Regions from separate parts of the Capra hircus genome. Here region 2 is linked to region 1. Evidence: chromatin contacts called from public Hi-C data. All regions are on one chromosome and are shown on one strand. Each heading gives the region's core, a stretch centred on a gene start, on an enhancer-like site or on the middle of the called end of the contact. The rest is flanking DNA. Distances are from core to core; before and after follow the strand shown.

Region 1 (6,659 bases), core at 1,889-4,388:
TCCCCGCTCCCTCCCAAGGTTCCCCCAGCAATCCCCACCTTCCCATCAGCCAAGAGTCTCTGCAGGACCACTCAGACCTCAGAGCCCCGGGGACACTGGGGAAAGGAGGGGCAGTGGGTGGCTGGGTCAGCGTGGGGGAGACCGGACTGCAGCCACCGACTCAGCCCGCAAATCTGCAGTTACGTGAGGCGCGGCCTAGCGCAGTGAGCCGTGAGCAAGGACTCAGTGGGGGGACCGCACGCAGCGACGAGGCTGCCAGTGACAGGACTCGGCGCTGACGGACACGTGCGCTGGCGTCAGTTCTGAGCAGGTCACTGTGGTCCCCGGGCTGGGTGAGTGCCCCGGGTTCCTGAGGCGCCATGTGGACCCCCGGGGGTGGGGCTCAGGAGAGGAGCAGCGCTGGCCATCCCACCCCCCTTCTCAGGCCCCCTAACCGGAACAGCAGGATTCTCAGCCCAGAACCACAGACCATCACGGGGACCTGTGTCTCCTGGGGGACGGCTGTGCAGGGCCTCGGACATGCTGTCCCCCCAGCGCTGGGCACGTGGTGCTGGCCTGGACTGGGGCAGGCTGGGAAGCAGGGTGGGAGAGGTGTACAGGACACAGCCCAGGCAGGAGGCCGCGGGGAGAGGACTCGGACGACGGTCTCTCTGGCGAGGGGATGCTGCTCCCCCTGCCATGTCAAAGCAGACACCCCGGCACCCAGGCCCTGCGAACAGCCATCTTCCCTCTGATGGTCTAGCACCGCAAACCCACCCCTGCCTGGAAATGCGGCACTTCCACTTCTGCCCTGGGGAGTGAAGGGGGGCAGATGGGGGCGAGAACCTCCCAGGACCCACCTCCCACCACTGAGACTCGGGGTCGCCTCTCAGCAGCTCGATCACATCGCCCGTCTGGAAGGTCAGCACCGGCTTCCCAGGGGGAGCAGGGTTGCCAAGGTAATTCTGCACGGCCACCATCTTGGGACCTGCGGAGGACAGGGCCAGAGACGCCTGGCTTGGTGACTTCGTCCCAAGGTGCCCTTGGCCTCCTCGGCTTTCTCGGACCTCTCGGGGCTCCTGGAAGTGGACGAGGCCCTATAGCGTCCCTCCTTGAAATCTTCCCCTAAGACTCCCATGTCTCTTTGTTAAATATCGTAAGTATCAATAAACTATTTATGTGATGAACAGATGCAGGGTGCCATTTCCGTAACAGTAACCTGTTTATAAAGAGCACTTTATGTATCTTCCTGCAGACACCTTGGGACCGGTGGCGGGAGATCGCACATTCCTCCCGTTAGAGAAGGGAGCGGGGTCAGCGGCCTACCAAGCCACCCGGCTGCTCCGGGCTGACACGGGGGCCCGGCTGCGCCCCCGAGAGCTTGTGGGTCTCTCGAGCCCTGCTCTGACCGGCCCAGCCTTGCATGGGCCGCATCTGCCAGGTCTGGTTCTGACTCTGGTGCCCCGGAGGCGGGAGCGTGGCTTCTCATGACTGGCTTGGACTTTGTCTGCAGCTCGGGCTGTGTCGCTCCTGATGCTTTCAGCTCTCCTTTGGTCCAGTTCAGAGCAACCGGGACACGGGGGACGGGAGAAACTGGGAGCACAGCTATCTGCTCCGCTCGGGGTCTCCAGGCCGCAGCTCAGAGTCTCTCCTGGGCTGAAAGGACCCTGGGCAGGCTGGGCCCTGTCCCCACCCCGGCGCTGTGACAGAAACTAAGACGGCTCCCAGGGGAGCTGGCCATGGAGGCAGGAGGGAGACGGGGCTAGAGGACGCACAGGTCCTGGGGCCCGGAGCTGAGAACTTGGGGCAAAGCCGGCAGCCGCCGTGGCCAGGCCCAGGCTCCCAGGGTGACTGCCGACAAGGACGACAGCAGAGAAGGCCCAAGTCCCAGACTCACCTGGCCCTGCTCCAGAGGCTTCCTGTGAGGGCAAGGACAGACAACAGTGAGGACAGAAGCCTGCCCAAGCGAGACACCCCCCACCCCCTACCCCCAACGAGAGAGGTCAAGGCAGGGAGGAGGGAGCAGAGGGGACACGCCCTGGACACCCTCAGGGACCTGTGACAGCTCCCCCGTGGGGCCTTCACCCTCCACCTCGGCGCCCCTCCGCAGCCCCGGGACATCTGTCCTCTTCCCCCTCCCACCCCTGACCATTAACTCCCACCTCCTCCAGGAAGCCTGCCCTGACCACCCCGCCCGGGCCACCCCTGCTCGCAGCCTGGGGCTTGTCTTCTCTGTCTGGGACGGGTCCTGCTGCACACAATAAATGTGGGGCACATCTCTGCACCCCATGTAAGAGCCTGTTAAGTGCTGGACCGCACGGCCGGGGAAAGACGTGACGTCCACGGCCCGTAAGTGAACTCAGCGACTTCATCTCTGATTAGTTCAAGACAGGGCACTACATCGAATCGGGACGGGAGGGAGGTGGGTGGATGCCTGTCGCGGAGCTGAGCACCCACAGCCACCAGCAGGACACGGCAGGCAGCAGCTGGGCTGGGGGACAAGCTGTCGGCCAGGAGGCCGCGCCCGGGGGCCCGTTTCTGTGTGGTGACCACAACAGAAAACAAAGGGCCCTCGTGAGCCGCGGGGGCTCTGCGAGCCAGCCTGGCCCCACGAGCCTGAGGGCTGGAATGCTTGGGTCTTTCTGGCTCCGGGCACAGCGTGGTGTGTGGTGCAGGGCAGTGGGAAGGGCACGGTTTGGCGGACTCACCGGGTCTGCAGGAGAACCTGAAATGGAAGCACACGGGGGTCAGAGGGCAAGGGGCCAGCACTGTGGACCAGGGGGCTGTTGCCTCATGATAAGACCCGCTGGGGGCGCCCAAGTGCGCCAGGAGGGGCACATCAAGGCCCGTGGGCTCAGACAAGGATTATGGACACGCACGGCTGGTGACCGTGAAAATCCCTGTTACTTTTAACGACAAACCCTGAGCTCTGGTTACAGGGGGCCCAAGGGAGAAGCCCCCATGGCCAACAGGTTTCCTGCACGAACCAAGGCTGCTCCCAGGTGGCAGCTCCCCAGCCACTGGGCAGAACCCCGGCCCAGAGGGGAGAGAGCCCCAGCTGACCAGTGACGCCTGCCATGGGCCAGGGACAGGAGGCGGAGGAGGCGAGCTACTCTGTCAGCCCACCCGCCCTCGCACACGGGGCACGCCAGCTTGTCAGATGGAAGGCGAACATTCTAGAGATTCTTTCCGCCTGCCCTGGGGTGACCCTAGGGGAGGACACAGCACTGGGCTGGGCCCCAGCCATCCAACCAGCCAGGCGGCCAACTCCACCGCTGGACAAAGCAAGCGCCACAGCGGCTGACGTGTGGCTGAAGGGCCTTCAACACCACCTCACACTCACAATCGCAGCCTGCCTTGGGCAGATGCAGGAATCCGACCCTGAAGAGCAGAGGTTAGGGGTGTCAGGCACCGGGCGGCCAGGCAGCTGGTGCCCCCAGGGGAGGCTTCCTGGGAAGAGGTGCCCTGGGAGGGACCAGCATCTCCCTGGGACATCCTGGCCCCGGGGGCAGCAGAAGGCAAACCTGCCTGGCCCAGAGAGGAAGGATAAACACGTGGGAGGAAAGGAAGCAGCTTGGACTGTGCCGAGGAGAAAAAGCCAGGCGGGGCTGCGGCAGGGCAGAGACAAGAGAGGGGGTCATGCACCTGCCCTTGGAGGGACCACGACCTCTTAAAACAAAGCCCGGTGCCCACCAGGGCTCTCAGAGTCACGGAGAGGATGCTGACAATGTCAGCTTGCGAAAGACACACCATGGCCTCTCCGGTGAGGCCTCAGCTGTCCGTGTGTGTGCTAAGTCACTTGGGTTGTGTCCGACTCTGCGCAACCCCGTGGACTAGCCCGCCAGGCTCCTCTGTCCATGGGGTTTTCCAGGCAAGAATACTGGAGTAGGCTGCCTTGTCCTCCTCCTCCAGGGGATCTTCTCAACCCAGGGATCAAACCCGTGTCTCTTACGTCTCCTGCATTGGCAGGCGGATTCTTTACACTGGCGCCACCCGGGAAGTCCCCAGCTGTACATATGAAAAACACACAAACCTAAAAAGGATGGGAATGGGGGACTGCAAAAAAAGGAAGAAGGCGTGTGACGGCCATCAGCGGCTGGTTTTGCCTGGTGTGATCATGAGTTGCTTTTATCCCCTTTACTTTCCTCCTCATTTTGTATGGAAAGTGGGTATTTGACAATCAGAGGGCAAGGAGAAACAGAAAGATTATTTAAAACTTAGAAAATGAGTCAGGGAATACGCCAAATACCACCTTTGATTATTTCTTAATACGCTCATAACAGATAATTATTTTCTTCTTTATTCCATTTCTTCTTTTTTTTTTTTTTTTTTTGGCCCTCTATTATTTCTGACAAATAAATACGTTACTTTCAAGATCAGAAAAAAAAAAAAAAAAGTCAAAAGAAATGAACCGTCCGGTCTCTTGACATGAAGGACACGCGGCCACCAGAGGGCGGTATCCACAGGCAAAAATGAAAAGCCGCCTTCTCTGGGGCCAGGGGGGCCGGCGGCTCCCTCCAGCTGGGAGCAGAGCAGCACGCTGGGCCACAATGGGCGGCAGCGGGCTCAGTTGGGATGAGGGGGTCCAGGCTGACCTGTCGGACCCTCCTCCCGGGTCAGGGCACTGGGCCAGCAGCCGCAGGAAGTGAAGAACTGACAGAAACTCTCCTGCTCCGGGTGCTGGTATTTTGGGTGATCAGCAGGCCTGGCAAGTCCTCCCATCTACCTGGAGCGTGTCAGGCCTCTCTGAGCACAGGTCCCCCAGGCGTGGATGGCAGCGTAGCCGCCCCATCTCACGGGGCCGCGGGGTCGGCTGGGCCCACGTGAAGCATGGCAAGCGGTGCTGACACTCAGCACAGGCCCATGCCCGTGCTGTGCCACGGGCAGCCAGCCCTGACCGCGGCGGCTGCAATCTTTCAGAACCGTCTGAGGCTTCCGGCTGCCATCCAGCAGCTCTAGGCTGGGCACTCCCCCAGCTCATCCCCCAAACCAAGATGATTCAGAGGAGCCTCAGCCTTCCCATCTGACAAATGGGCTCGGGGGCAAGGGGAGCCTTGTGTAATAAATGCTGGGCATGCAGGGGACCCAGGGGCCGAGGTGTTCCTCTGTGAAGGGAAACCTCCACGAACTGCCAAGGACGTTCTGTGCCTTGGGCCAGGTAGGGGTCTAGGGTCTTAACTGCTGTGAGGCAGAGAAAAGGCAGAAGGCGTTGAAGGCATTGAAGAGGCAGAGAAAAGCCAGCGAGAGGGCGGTTAGGAGGAGGGCTTGGCTGTGGCGCCCCCGCCCGCTCTCAGGCTGGGTCTGTGTGCCCAGGGGCAGATGCCCCGACCCTGAGCCTCGGCTTGCTCATCCGGTCCCTGTCTTGTGGGGCCGCCACCGCAGGAAAGGAGAAGAGGGGCGGCTGAGGGATGGGCCGGCCCCCAGGGCTCGCGCCCCAGAGGCGGGGCAGGGTCGGTACTCACTGATCTTGCAGGGAGGGGTCACTTCCAGACACTCCTTGTGTGCCCCAACGCCACACTTGGTGCAGAGGTAGCCCTGGTAGAAAGTACCCCTGTGCCAGGGGAGGGCGGGGGGCGAGGTGAGCCCCGGCCTGCCTGGCCTTCCGCCCCTCGCGAGCAGCCAGCCCAGAGCCCCCAGGACCCCCTCCTGAACGCACAGCCTGGTGCTGGCCCTCCCCTTGGACGATCGGCCTGGCTCTGCAGCTCCTGTGACGGGCCCCCTGGGACAACCGCCTCCCCTCCCCACTGGATCCCAAGCACCGAGGGCAGGCCGGGCCCACATAGACGGGCCGCTCCCCTGGCTGTTTGGGGCCCAGCGTAGCGCTGGCCTAGGGGCGCTCAGCTCTGAGAACGCAGGACAGGGCAGCCCCAGGCGCCCTCGGGGGCCGGGAGTGGGCAGGGCAGGGCCCTCACCTGAGGAACATACGGCAGGCTTTGCAGTTGGTGGTCTTATCGAACGTGTACATCTGGAAGCTGTGGTGGTTGGCGTTGGCCTTGTCGGGCTTGATGTTTGACCTGGCGGGAGGGAGAGCGAGCCCCACTGATGCGGGAGCCCCGGAATCGGCCGGGCTCAGGGCGCAGCCAGGGGTCAGGGGGCCAGGATGCAGAGCCGGCGCTGCCAGAACTCCCGGACCAACCCGGGGACCCTGACGCCCCGGGGAGAGTGGGGGTCCAAGCGGAGGCTTTCGAGAAGTTTCTGAGGGTGACAGCGAAGGGCTGTCTCTGGACAGGGCTTGGGTGTGGGCCAGGGCAACCCCTTGTCACGACTCAGCAAACCCGCTAAGGATGTCCCTGAGTGCGAGCCCGAGATGGAAAAATATAAATGAATCATGAGCTCACAATGGGTCCCCTCAAATGTCGCGGGGGCTGCACCCATGTCTGCGATTCACCAGAGCAAGTCCACCAGCAGACGCTCCAGGACAGGGTGGGGGGGCGGGGCAGGGGGCTCCAGGACAGGGTGGGGGGTGGGCAGGGGGCTCCAGGACAGGGTGGAGGGTGGGCAGGGGGCTCCTGGACAGGGCAGTGAGGGGGAGGGGGAGCACGGGGCTCCAGGACAGGGCAGCGGGAGTAGGGGGCAGGAGGCTCCAGGACAGGGTGGGGGGTGGGCAGGGGACTCCAGGACAGGGTGGAGAGGGGGCAGGGGGACAGCATGTGACAGAGAGCAGCTCAAGGTGTGAGCGC
Region 2 (7,356 bases), core at 2,160-4,659, 160 kb after region 1:
GCTGCTCGGGACACACAATCTCGTATTCGGATCAGCAGATTGTGGCCATGCCTAATTAGTTTAATTAAACCCAAGGTGGCTGCCAGGCATTTTGGATTAAAAAAAAAAAAAATTAAAGCACACCCTGCCAGCTCCAGAAGGGCAGGACAAAGGAGCAACTTGGGGCTGCCTGAGAAGCCTTCCTCGTTCCTGGCTCTGCACACAGGAGACACTCAGTAAGTGCACACGGCTATGATGCGTCTTCAGGGCCAACAACCCAGCGGAGGTCCACTCTAATGCCCTGAGAATAGGATGTCACCTGTCACAGGAGAGGCCAGAGCAGCATTCTGGAACGAGGGGACCTCGGGCAGGCCTCTGGGCTGGCCGGGGCCATGCAGAGGCGCGCAGGGGCCACAGGGAGATGGAAAAGGGCCCCGCCCACTGGCCAGCAAAGTAGCCAGACCCCACGGGAAACAGGCAGGCACGCCCCGCCCCACCCATGGAAACAGACACACACAAGGAACAGGCTGAGAAGCAGGCCTGGAGCACCCGTCAGAAAGCCAGGAAGAGGCCAGAGAAAAGGTTTCTGAAATCAGAATTTACTTAAACAGTCCTGAAAGGGAGGCCCAACCCTCATGTTTCCATTTCACCACCAGTTACCTGTGTGACCTGGGGCAAGTCCCTCGCCCTCTCTGAGATGTAGCTGTCTGATTTATGAAACAGGGGTGGGGACTTCCCCAGCGGCTCGCTGGTTAAGAACTTGCCCGCCAATGCAGGGCACACGGGTTCGATCCCTGGTCGGGGAAGACCCCACTTGCCACGGAGCAACTAATCCCGTGCGCCTAGACCCCACGCCCCGAAACAAGAGAATCCACTGCAGTGAGGAGAGGGGCACACACGCGCGCATCACAACAAACAGCTGCTTGCTGCAGCCGGAGAAAGTCCACGCGCAGCAGCAAAGACCCGACGCACCCAAAAACATAGTAAGACAGGAACAAGGGCGGCCTGTGCCTCCCAGGATGGGCAAGAAGGGGCAGCTGCGGTTTTCTTGGGATGCAATCACCACGGACCAGGAGGACCGCGTCCTCTTCCCTCCTCCGTCTCGGGCACGAAAGAGCCCCAGACAGCAAAGAGCAGCCACACAGACAGACCCCACGTTCCTCTCCCAAACCCTGCACAGCCAGACGCGGTCCGCAGAATGTTCTTTAACTGGGAAGACACAGACAGGGCTCCCCAGCTAGCCCAGGTTTACAGAGCACCCACAACCAACCCCGTGCCAGCCACAGACATACAAAAACCGATACGGCCAGCTCCACCCTCCATGAGACGACAGGCAGGGGGGTCCAGCCGTCAGCCACAAGGGGCCACGCCTGCCCAGGTCCAGGGGAGACTGCTAACGTTCAGTCAGCGCACAGCACTAAGGGCGTTCTCCACCCTCCTTCGTGGAACCCTCCATCACGGCTGTAAGGCGGCCACTACTGCCGTCCCCACCACACAGATGGGGAAACTGAGGCCCTTAAAGCGGTCACTGGCAGGAGGCGACAGTGCCCACCTCACTAAGAGCACTCGCCCGTCAGGCCTCCCCCCAGCCCAGCTCCCCTTGGCGCCCCTTCACCCGAGCTGGGGGAAGTCTCTGCATTTCCAGCACTGGGGCTGAGCCAGCTCCCTACCAGTGCCCAGCGGGATGGGGGTGGGGGGGCCAGCTCCAAGACCCAGCCCTGGCTGTGCCCCTCTGCCAATCAGCTGGGGGGGGGGGGGGGTGGGCAGCCCTGCTGCTCACAGCCAGAGGCAGACACTCCGGGCCCAGCTCTGCCCCCAGCAGCTCCTGCTCCCCTCAGTTCCTCCAGCCCTAAAACGGGTCAGTTCTTCCCAACCCCCCAGGGAGAGGGCTGGATCTGTAAGAGCACCCCGCAATCAGGGCACCCGGCCCCAGGACCTGGGGCTGCTCAGCACTGACAGGGCCCGGGTCGGCGCTGGCTTCAGGGAGCTTGGGGCCCTCCCTGGGCCATGTGCCACCGTGGAGCGGGAGGGTGGCCCCCTGCCCCCTCAGGACTCCTCTTTGTCAGAGGCCACACTATCCTCCTGGGGGATGGGGAGGAGGAGTGCCCCCATTTCCTTGGAAACGCGATCACAGCCAAAGGGCAGAGGGCACACAGTCCAGCCTGGAAAAGCAGTGACTCATGCCATCCCGCCTCCCCAGCTCACTTCGGATGTCACACTTGTGAAGGGCCCTTGTCCATCCAGGCTTGCAGAGGGGCTCTGCTGCTGGCCTGCTGCGGGATGGCCCCCTCAGAGGTGCTGGGGTGGGGCTGAGTGGTCAGGAGAGCAAGAAGCAGCCTGCCCTCTGCTTAAGTCTTCACCAAGTTCCTTAGAAGCCAGAGAGGCAGCTCCTGCTGGCCAAGCAGACATTTTCCTGCCTGCCTGCCGGGTAGCCACATGCGCCTCCGCCGCGACAAAGGCCACGCTTGAGGGTCCTGGGGAAGCCACGAGGGGCTCTGGTTCCCACTGAGTTGCACGATCCGGGGTCGCGGCGCTGCCTGCTCCCTCCCACGGGGGTCAGGAGGAGGCTGAGGCCGGTGAGGGGGCGGCGCCCCCGGCCCACCCGCTCTCCCGGCCGGCTACGGCTCCTGGCTCCGCCGGCCCCTCCCGCCGCGCCCCGGGGCCCGCTGCCTGTCGGTTCGCCTTCCAGGGCGTCCAGCCACCAGGCGCAAAGCCAAGGGACACTACGCCTGAGGAGGCCACCGGCGCAGCCGGATCTCTGGGGTCCGCAAGGGCCGGGACTCGCTGGGTCCCGCCGCCAAGGCCCAGGAGGGAGAGAGGCGGTGGTGAGCGCCCCGCCGGAGCTCAATGTGCCCACATTCCCCCGAGGCGCGGACCCAGCAGCGGGCGCTCCCAGGCAGTGCCCGGAGGCGGCAGGGGCGCGCCCCGGGCTTGGGGGACTTTGGCTAACTTCGTGCCTCTGGGGATCGCCCCTCGGAGCAGCCGGCTCCAAGGCCCGGGGCGCGTCCACTCTCGGCTCTCCGTCCAGCCGCCCGCCGACGTCCCCGAAGCTGCTGCTGCGATCCGGGCCCCGGGGCCGCCCGGCGGCGCGAACGGCCGCGCACCGGGGCCCCTCCCGGCGCGCCCGGACCCTCACCTGGGACATCTGCGGCCGGAAGTTGACGTCCTTGAGGTCGATGGAGCCGGGGCAGAGGTTGTGCAGCAGCTGGCACAACAGGACGCCGTCGCGCAGCGCCTGGGCCAGGTCGAAGACCACGGCCGAGGGCCAGACGACGCGGTGGTGGGGCGGCAGGACCCTGCAGTCGATGAGCCAGCGGCCGCACTGCCGCCACTGCTCCATGGCGCCCGCGCCCGCCGGGCCGGCCAGCTCAGGGCCGCGCTCCGGCCAAAGTGCGGCGGCCGCGGGGCATCCCGCCCGCCCGCGCGGGGCTCGGCGGCCGGGGCGGGGCTTCGCGCGGGCGGCCCCGGGGGCCCCCGCCGCGCCGCCGCGCGTCCCCTCCTCCTCCGCCTCCTCGGCTCCTCGCCCACGTGCGGTCGCGGGGCGGGCGCCGGGCAGCCGGCCGGGTCCCCCCTTCACACACGCAAGTCCCTCCAGGCCCCGGGCCGGGCTCCGCGCAGCCCACCGCCGCAGCGCCCCTCGATCCGCGCCGCCCGGCGCCTCATTCTGCGCTCGGGGCGCCCCGCGGCCGCCGCAGCTCCTGCCCCGCCCGAGACAAAGGCCCGGAGGGTCGCTCGCTCCGCGCGTCCGGGGCCTGGGCCGCCCTCGCCGCCGCCGCTTTGTTCGCCCCGCCTTCGAGTTCAGCGCGCGGTGCCCGGCTACCCGACTCTGCAGCTCGGCGGCTCCGGGGTGCAGGGGGGGCGGGGGCGCGGCCCGGGGCGGGGTGGGGGCGGTGCCAGGCGCGCCGGCCCCGCCCCTCGTCCCCCACTTCCTGCCCCGCGGCCGCGCTCCGAAGTTGCGCAGGGCGGGAGCAGCGGCGCGGCCGCGGCCCCAAGCCCGCGGACTCTCTCCAAGAGGCAGCAGGACTTTGGGGAACCTCTGCGCCCCGGGCGCGCGACCTCGCCTGTGGAGTGACGGCCGGTCGTGGTCTCTGCGCCCCTCCTGCGTTTCAGGAGGAGCTCGGGAGGTGGCCCTTGTCGCGCTGGGGGCCTCTGCGTGGTCCTTCGGGCAGGACAGACCCTGGAGGGGGCACAGGCTAGGCGGACTCGTCCGGCGCCCTCTCGGTCCACGAAGCGGCCCTGGAGGAGAACTCGAGGCGGGAGGCACACGGGCCAGAGACTCGCCCAGAGCCCCTTCCTGTCCTGTGCCCTGGGCAGGGACCCGCAGGAAAGCCCCCGATCGCGCACAAAGGCCGGGATTCCCCTGTTCTGTAACCCAAAGGCCTGCCGCTGGCAGCTGCCCAGAGGACAAACCCTGGCGTCGGAGATGGAATACGTGACATGGTAGGTGGGAGAGAGGAGAGGGGACGCAGCCAGACCCGGCCCTGGGTGGCGCCGCCTCCACGCTGGCTGCGGGGTCCCCTGACCCTGCCTTGAACTCCTTCCTGGGCCACGCCCTCTGGGGGGGGGGAGTGGGTGGGCTGTGTTCCCAGCAGCTGGCCCCCTGCGAAGGTGGGCGGACTTCTAGGAAGAAAGTCTGGCAGTGAAAGGATGCGGATCCTGGCTCAGCTGTCAGGACACCCATTCTCAGCTGGGTGAACCTGGACAAGTGTGATCCCCTTCTAAGAGCAGTGCATTCTTGGGATGAGGGTGGGGGTGACCAATCCCTGGGCCCCCCACACTTGGGTTGAGCCCTGGGGCAGCACCGGGCAGCTGCCTTCCTGACCCAGATTGCCTCTTTTGTTGGCATTCCTGGGGCAGGAGCCAGGGCAGGGCGAGGGTCCGCTGCTAGCCAGCGAGGGTCCCCTGAGGCCCCCTGCCACCCACCCCCCATTCTGGGCACTGGTCTCTGCAGAGAGTCAGGCTGGCCCCTTCCCAAACCGAGGAGGAAGCACAGGGACCCCGGGCAGGTTCTGGCCCATGGAGAGAAGTGAGGGAGGGGCTAGCCTCCCCGGGGCACACCCCAGACCCCACCCCAGACCCTGGCAGGAGTGACATCAGGCCAAGTTGCTGTCCTTCCAGGAGGAAGCAGGTGTGGCAGCTTCATGAACACGGACAGGAAAGAGCCAGCTTGAGACGGCTGGGATCCAGCCTGCCTCGCCCCTCACAGCAGGCGGATTCCTCCAGCATCGCCCTGAGAAATCACCAAGTGGGGACAGGGCCAGAACGCAGCACCTCCCGCCGTTCCTCCTCTGAGACGCTGCAGGGCACCTTCCCCTGGCAGGACCCCCCACACACACACCCTAGAGTGGACAGCCCCCTCCCTGTGGGAATCGCTGGTGAGGAGGGGACAGGAGTAGTTATCCGGGAGCTATGCACAGTGCTGGGGGCGGATTGGGGTGCTCCTTGGGGTTCTCACCGCTCCCCGTCTTCCCGCCTGGACAGGGAACCAGCCCTTAGGAGAAGCCTCAGCTGGGGACACGGGCAGCCCGGCGCCAACTGCACGGACGATCGTCTGCCGCCCCCTGGTGGGTGCGGTGGGCACTGTGGCCGCCTGGCTGCCCCCTGGCCAGGCACTGCCCAGCGCCCACAGGATCAGGTTTAGCTGGGAGGGGAACCAAGGCAGGAGACCTGGGCCTCAGCCCTGCGTGTTTCTGAGCCAGTCCCAGTGCCTTCCTGACTCCCAGAGACCTAAGGCGCTCCCTAAGGAGGACTGGCCCGCCCCGTGGACCTCACAGGATTTGGAGGAGGCTCTGAAGTCGGGCTGGGTGGGACCGCATGAATGAAGGGAGCCTGATGGAGCTCTTCCAAACCTTCAGTGTGGGTGTCATTAGCACGGCTGGGCTGTATCAAGTCAGAGGACGGCTCAGGGAGAGGGGACACCGTTCCGAAACGTCCTGCCGGCAACCACCCCCTCTCAGACTCAGCTGCTTCCAAGACGACCCCTGGCACACCTCCAGGGGGCACAGCTCCCATCACGCTCCATGGAGACGGCGCCCTGGGAAGGAGCCCACGGCCTGCACGTGAGCGGCGTCCTCTGGAGGTTGCACGCGGGGCTCCCAGGCCACAGCCTGCACGTGAGCGGTGTCCTCTGGAGGTTGCACACGGGGCTCCCAGGCCATGGCCTGCACGTGAGCGGTGTCCTCTGGAGGTTGCACGCGGGGCTCCCAGGCCACGGCCTGCACGTGAGCGGCGTCCTCTGGAGGTTGCACGCGGGGCTCCCAGGCCATGGCCTGCACGTGAGCGGCGTCCTCTGGAGGTTGCACGCGGGGCTCCAGGCGGCTCAGGTGGTAAAGAACCCGCCTGTGACGCAGGAGACCTGGGTCTGACCCCTGGGCTGGGAGGGCTCCCCCGGAGGAGGGCGTGGCAGCCCACTCCAGCACACTCACCTGGAGGGTCCCCATGGAGAGAGGAGCCTGGCGCCTGCAGTCCATGGGGCCGCAGAGTCGGGCATGACTGAGCAACTGGGCACGCGTGGCCCACCGTGATGGCACATTTCCTTAGCCAGACAGGCCTGTGCTGAGCGCTGGATGGTCCACAGGAGAGGCAGGAAGCTGGGAGTCCCAGCCCAGTGGCATAGATGAAGCCCACAGGGCAGGGAGTCACATACTTCAAAGTAGGGACGGAGGGTCACAGGCCCCCACTCTCTGAGCCCCTCGGCCTCACCTGCAGCACCCTGGGCCCCTCCAGTCTGTCCTCAGCAGTCAGCAAAGACCCAGTCAAACCTCGTGAGGCCTTGTCACTCTCCTGCCCAGACAGGGACACTCCGTGGCTCCTCCTCACCAGAGATGAAACCAGATGTCTTCCCAGGCGGGTCCCACGTGGCATGGCTGCTCTCCCGATGATCTCACTTGCTGCAGCTCCGCAGCCTCACCCAGCAGTGCCCTCACCCCAGGGCCTTTGCACCTGCCGGCCTCTGCCTGGGACTCTGGCCCGGATGGCACGCGGCTTGCACCCTCTCTCCCTCTGACTCGGCCTTCTCCGCACTTTTCTGTGGCTCCGTCTCATCCCCTTAGATCGTCAGCTCTGTGGTCACAGGAGCCATCTCTGGCCTGTCCCCAGTCCACTCCCAGCCCTGCAAACTGGGCTCAGCCCGTGGTAGGTGGTCAAAAACGCTGTTAAATGGAACCACAGAGGGAATTCCCTGGCAATCCAGGGGTCACGACTCCGCGCTTTCACTGCCGAGGGCAGGGGTTCATTCCCTGGTCAGGGAACTAAGATCCTGCAAGCTGTACAGCTTAAAAAAAAAAAAAAAAAAAAAAACACACCAAATAAATAAACCAACAGCTCAGCAAAGCACTGCCACTACAGTTTTAAACCCCGGTATCTCCTTTCATAGGA

What was found. Hi-C and Micro-C count contacts between places; a contact is called where the count stands out from the background.
Region 2: a contact with region 1 is called in a Hi-C map of blood, with 5 times the contacts expected there. The contact joins the promoter of VAV2 here to the enhancer-like site in region 1. A contact is called at or near these places in 3 of 5 Hi-C or Micro-C datasets (all in blood).

The regions. Positions count from the first base shown.
Region 1 is chr11:104,008,128-104,014,786 of ARS1.2, forward strand. VAV2 (guanine nucleotide exchange factor VAV2) reads right to left here. Exons shown (of 27, transcript XM_018056170.1): 16 at 5,892-5,993; 17 at 5,442-5,530; 18 at 2,688-2,704; 19 at 1,877-1,898; 20 at 840-967. Among named protein-coding and RNA genes, the nearest start is that of SARDH, 24 kb to the left of the region's middle. Within about 2 kb of position 3,139, at least 3 of the 5 cell types and tissues checked have an H3K27ac peak or open chromatin away from gene starts, as enhancers often do.
Region 2 is chr11:104,168,811-104,176,166 of ARS1.2, forward strand. It overlaps VAV2 (guanine nucleotide exchange factor VAV2), which reads right to left and starts at 3,410. Exons shown (of 27, transcript XM_018056170.1): 1 at 3,116-3,410. The coding sequence starts at 3,319.